Regions from separate parts of the Mus musculus genome. Here region 2 is linked to region 1. The links are chromatin contacts, called in public Hi-C maps. All regions are on one chromosome and are shown on one strand. The core of a region is the stretch at or near the end of the contact, and the rest is flanking DNA. Distances in the headings are between cores, read along the strand shown. Region 1 overlaps Diaph3 (diaphanous related formin 3). Region 2 holds the start of Diaph3 (diaphanous related formin 3).

Region 1 (2,843 bases), core at 259-2,758:
CTGAAGATACAGTGAGTCTTTGCCCATTGTGCTCTCTTCACCTTTGCCTCTTTGTTAACAAAGATGCTCAGTTCTCTCACTGCTCATTTGGAAGTCTTGGAGCTATTAAAGAATACACAAGCATAATCAGTTATTTAGAAAACTCATGTTGTTTATGTGATAAATTACATATGAGAAAAGACAGTGGTAAAAATATTTCTAATGATTTTGACAAAGAATTAGTATATAAACCTGGAACGAGTTTTTTTTTTTTTTTTAATTTGAAATGAAGCTTCAGAGGGGGGAAAACAGACTATAGAACAATACTAATTTATGAATAAGTCCAAATAATTCCAATAAATAGATATTGTCAGTTCCAGATGTTCAAATTAAAGTCTTGTTATACCTTTTAAAATCTCATTGGTGTTGATATGGAAAGAACAGTCATTTGTGGCTGATGGGACATAATATTTTTGAAGTCTATTGAACAAAAAATGTATATTCTTTCTTAAAAATTTTACTCTGAAGGCTTTATGATCTAGAATAAAGTCACTAGTAGTTAAAGGAATATTAAAAAATGTTGGATTCACTAAATAGTTTATGACTGTCCATGGCTTGGAATATTATGTTTAGAGTAACAGACTTGGAAATTTATCAGATATTTTGAAAAATCTTCATGAAGGAAAAATTATTGAGGAAAGTATGATACAGAAAATTAAAAGATAATTCATTTGAGGAAGTCCCCAAACCTTTTACCATTTGTAGTATGTGTATATAAATATATAGGAATTTTATTGTAAGCATGGTTATCAAAATATAAGTGTGTTGGTCATGCTTGTACCTTATGATGTGACAGGAAATAGATAAACCAGTGAGAATTTTGATACTACATGTTAGTAAGATGTAGAAGGACAGATTAGACAAGCCAAAAGATGTTTGATTTTGTTCAGAAGCCAATTGTTATCAAGAATTACTCTTAAAATCATCTTATATAAGTTGTTGTATTTTCAGTTTCACTGTAGAAAAGCACTATTGGCACTAATCTTGGTTATTTGTGTGATTTCTCATACTTCATATATATACCTCACATTGATTAAATATTGGTTCAAAAAGATGAATACCTAATATACAAGCATATCATGCACACTATCCTAACAGTCACATATACTGGAAGATGTAGATTAAATCGACTTTTAATAAGATAACAGCTTTTAAGCATATCTTTGATAATATTAATTATATACATGCATTAAGCATATTACCCCTCATAGGAAAGCTATTAAATCATTCATTTTGTTATGTTGTGGTTAGACTGGTGGCTGACCCTAGTCAGAGTGAATGTAAAAGGTCAGTTGAGGATCAAAGAGATCAAAGAGACAAGCATCAGCCTGATTTTAGAGGGTTTGAAATTTATGTAGGGTCATGCTCTTGACATGTCTAGGATTTCCTGCCAGTCAGAGGGTGTAGCCCTGGTTATGTTTCGTAGCTGAGCTGGAACCTATCATCTGAGGAATGCTTTTGATGAGCATTCTGAGTATGAACACAGTGTCGGGCGCAGTGTTGTTTGGCAGTGAGTCATTCAGTGATGTTGGATTGGTGTCTTCTGAGGGACCAGTTGAGAATATTTTCCATGTCACTACCACTTAGGTCTCTATTCTCAGGAGGTGATTTCTAAAAGTCTACGCAACATGATCTCATCTAATTATGAGTCATCACTGTTGCTGAGGTGTTTGGACGTTAATTGGAAAATGGATGTTAAGCTCCAACATATAAGTGTGATTTATGAAAAACTGAAGTATGAAATATAGCATGTGAAATACTTATTTTTCTTTTAATATTTTATGTATGAAATCTATCAAGCTATTAATTACCTGTCTTATCATTAAAATCTAGGATAGGATAGCCTAGTTCCTCTTTGAAATAAATGGCTTATTGCTTCTTGTACATACAAATGTGTATCAATGTCCCATTAAATTTTATTTTCTAAGTTGGGCTGGAGAGATGGCTCAGCAGTCAGGAGCATTGGCTCCTCTTTCAGAGAACTGGGTTTGGTTCTCAGCACTCACTTAGCATCTCATTTGTAACTGCAGTTCCAGGATATCCAATACCTTCTGGGCCCTGTGGGCATCAGGCACACATGTGGTACACAGACATATATGCAGGCAAAATACCTATATACAAAAAATTAAAAAAAATTAAATTTATAGGATTATTGAATTTTCTTAATGTGTTTTATGAAGAATAAAGTCTTAATTTCTTAAATATCTCTTGCCTAATTTATATCTATACGTGATAATTGTTCATTTTTAAATATATCTTGTGATGCAATGTTTTAATGATACATTTTCTTCTTAGTGGTCACTATATTCATTTATTTTTCTGTTGACCAATTAGAAAGGTACTTAATTATCCTTCTTTGTCAGTCTATACCTGAGTTTATGCTGTCCTTTGTATACTTTTGTAACTTCCCACTTTGGTTGCTGAGAGCATAGATTTGTGGGTTTTCCATTCCTGTTGGTTTAGTAGCTGATTTAACACTTGATAACACTGCATATGGAGGTAGCTTTTTTAGAGACAGCTCTAGGATTTGATAACTGACTTAAGATCACCTCTGGGGATGACACTAGTGGTTAGATACAGGACAAGTGTCTGTGTCATCAGCTTTACTTGTAGGCATTCTCAACAGCAGTGCATTGTTTTAAAACTTTTTATTGATTCTTTGTGAATTTTTCATCATGCCCCAAATTCCACTTATCTCAGACTGCTCTCATACTTACCCTCTACCCTCAAAACCTTCCCCCAACAGAGGAAAAAAAAATCTCCTTGTGGAATCTATAGTGGTGTGCCCCATAGCAGACTCCTTT
Region 2 (2,831 bases), core at 317-2,816, 90 kb before region 1:
ATCACCTCCAACACCACGCAGCTACCAAATGGTAAGAATGGAAGCTTCATCTTCCTTGTCCATCGTGACAGAGCCAGGTACTTCTTCCGGTGACCTTGGTAATCTCTTGGAATCTGCCTTTAGTATATGCTCACTGAAGATGAAAATCTGTGTGACAATAATAAAAACTCACATTATAACAAGAAAAGGAGCAAACAGTACCTGCAAGACCAGAACTAAACCTAAACCTCTAAAAGCTGTAGATGAAACCTTAGGTTCATTTTCTGAATCCCTGTGCTAGTCTCTGTGGAATACCTAGAACTATTTCTTGTACCAAAATCAATAGTTTATGTTTACTTGTCTTGGCTTGAATCACCTCCATAGTCAGAAGGTCAATATCTTTAAGGATGCACTTGGGAGATTCCTGGATTTCTTTATTTGTTCCTTTTCCTTGTGTAGCCACACTGAGTTGATCTCCAGAATTTTCTCTTCATTACTAATGTCTTTATTTGGCATATTGGGGATAGGTGCTTGCTTGCCTTGAACCCAGGTTCTGACCCTTTCCTCTACTTTATATTTAGGATTGCCACCTGAACTTAAAAACCTGTAGAATGGCTGTTATAATTTTACATTTTGTTTTGTGTCAATACCTGTGAAACACATTAAACTGTGAATTGTTTGGACCCTATTCCTTTTAATTTTTGGTTGACCCTGAGTACGCATTTAGGCTTTGAGGCATGCTGTAAGTGCTGAACAATGTGAACTGGAGTTCCAGAAAAAGCCGCACCTGTAGTAAAAATTCTACGCGCTTAATTGACAGGTTAGAATTCCAATGATTGTAGAGACATGGAATGCTGCCAATCCAGAGCCAAGTAATCTTGGCTCACGTAATTGCCATTCATCGCTGCGTTAGATCTAACATACCTACGACTATCACGTGACGCCTTTTGCTCTTCCTTAAAAGTCCACTAACTTCCACCAACCTCAAACAAGACTGTGCATCTCGTAGCACCTGTAGGTCTGTCCTAATGTCTTTGAAATGACTTTCTTCCGTGCTTCAACCGATGTTCACACCACCTGGCTGCGGTCACTCATTTCTGGTTCTAGAATGAACTCTATTCTCTCTGAGACGACAGCAGTATTTTTATATAAACGGTAATCAAAAAATGGTAAACATCTCTTCTAAGAGGCATGGGCGCTGGCAAGTAGTAGAAGTATTTTTCCTAGACCCTGAGATCTCCAGAGACTACTCAAAGGGCTTATCAGTTGCTTTCGTATTCAGTGCTGCTGAAACAGTACTGAGAGAGGTTCCCTGCGGCTCAGATTTTTCAAGAACCTACTCTGAAAGTCCAAGGGAAGCCTTGTTAGAGACTCTCTTTAGCTCAACCTTCCTTCCAAACCCGTTCCTTACTATGTACCATCTGGCAAGCAGCCTGCATAGCCAGAGGGCGAGAAGCGCGATGGACAGGCCGAAGGGCCAATCAGGCCCAGGCTTTGGCATCCCCGGAAAAGGCGGGGCCCTTGCGTCACAGGTTCCGCGGCGCGGGATTGGCTGACCGGGCTGCTTGTGGTGGCGGGAGATTTCAGATAGATTGGCCCAGCCGTGTGCAGCGGTTAATGCGCAGTGGGCGTGGGACCGGGAAGTTGAGCCCGCGGAGCAAAGCCCCAGATCAGGTCGCGACCTAGACCCGGGAAGATGGAGAGGCACCGGGCGCGCGCTCTCGGCCGGGACAGCAAGTCGTCGCGGAGGAAGGGCTTGCAGTCCGCGCCGCCCGCTGGCCCCTACGAGCCCGGGGAGAAGCGACCCAAGTTGGTAAGTGTGGGCCAGAGCCACAACGTGCGGCGACTCCCGCGGCCTACAACTCCCTGTCCCCCAGGTGACATCCCCGGGAGCTGGGAGCTAGGTTTGTTTCAGAAGGCCTGAGCTGTTAATCCGCTTAGATCCCCAGTGACAAGGCGGGATTCGATTCCTTTCTGGGACGAATGCCCTGATGTCTGTGAAGCCTGGCAGTTCTTTGGGCGTATCTGAAAAACAGTTCAAATGGCTGTGTACTGACGTCATCAAGGCGGATTCTGCATTTTAAAAGAAAGTTAAAATTTACCCCATCCCTTTAGTAGAACAGTCAGTCAGACAGAAAGTGAACTTCTAGCTGATAGCCCTCCCTCCCCCGTCTAATATTTTAATTCAACAAGAACCTTTTAAGGTGGACGTATTTTTACAAGTTGAGGCAACTCGTTTTCAAACTTGGCGGGTTGTGTAGTCACTGCTAAAGAATGTCATGTTTAGCTTGGAAGGAGTCTTCAAGTATCTGAAACTCGTTAATCGGGTTGGCTTTGCGTTCTTAAAGCTTAAGGAAGAGCTATGATTAGCACCTGGTAAGCTTTTAGTTAGTGTCAGCTGGAAGGAAACTAGGTAATGAGGATGATTTCATTCAGATTGTCTGATTGTGTGGGTTGGTAGGTTTTGGTATTAGTCCAAGAGAATTGCAGAGTTAACACTGACTGTTAGTTTTCCTTAGAAGTATGGGGAAATTATTTTTATGTATTGATAGGAACAGGCTTTGCCCTTTCTTGTCAAATACAATTTCAGGAATTTATACCATGATTATATCCAAAATAATAGATTGTGGATCAATCGCTAAGTGTAATATTTACTTGTAATTGAATAAAGCTGAGAGCAGAGACATGTTGAGATAAGTGGGGGTTGATTATGCAGAATTGAGCATCAAAATAACACGAGGATAGGAGAGAGTTAACCTGGTCATGATAGATTCTGTCCACTCTGAGAGGGATCCATGAGATGCTGCCTCCTCCTCCTCCTCCTCTTCCTCCTCTTCTTCTTCTTTAAAGAT

Evidence for each region. Hi-C and Micro-C count contacts between places; a contact is called where the count stands out from the background.
Region 2: a Hi-C map of Th1 cells shows a contact between it and region 1, with 4 times the contacts expected there. The contact joins the promoter of Diaph3 here to the enhancer-like site in region 1. A contact is called at or near these places in 3 of 39 promoter capture datasets (embryonic stem cells and macrophages), 2 of 484 Hi-C or Micro-C datasets (the Ba/F3 cell line and Th1 cells), 2 of 115 datasets of contacts at active chromatin or transcription factors (both in embryonic stem cells) and 2 of 9 other capture datasets (adipose tissue and liver).

What each region holds. Positions count from the first base shown.
Region 1 is chr14:87,050,091-87,052,933 of GRCm38.p6, reverse strand. The region is part of intron 4 of Diaph3 (diaphanous related formin 3); the gene reads left to right. Among named protein-coding and RNA genes, the nearest start is that of Diaph3, 90 kb to the left of the region's middle. Within about 2 kb of position 1,508, at least 21 of the 459 cell types and tissues checked have an H3K27ac peak or open chromatin away from gene starts, as enhancers often do. A contact at or near this core is called in Th1 cells, where this site is marked.
Region 2 is chr14:87,139,959-87,142,789 of GRCm38.p6, reverse strand. Diaph3 (diaphanous related formin 3) reads left to right here and starts at 1,566. Exons shown (of 28, transcript NM_019670.2): 1 at 1,566-1,792. The coding sequence starts at 1,676.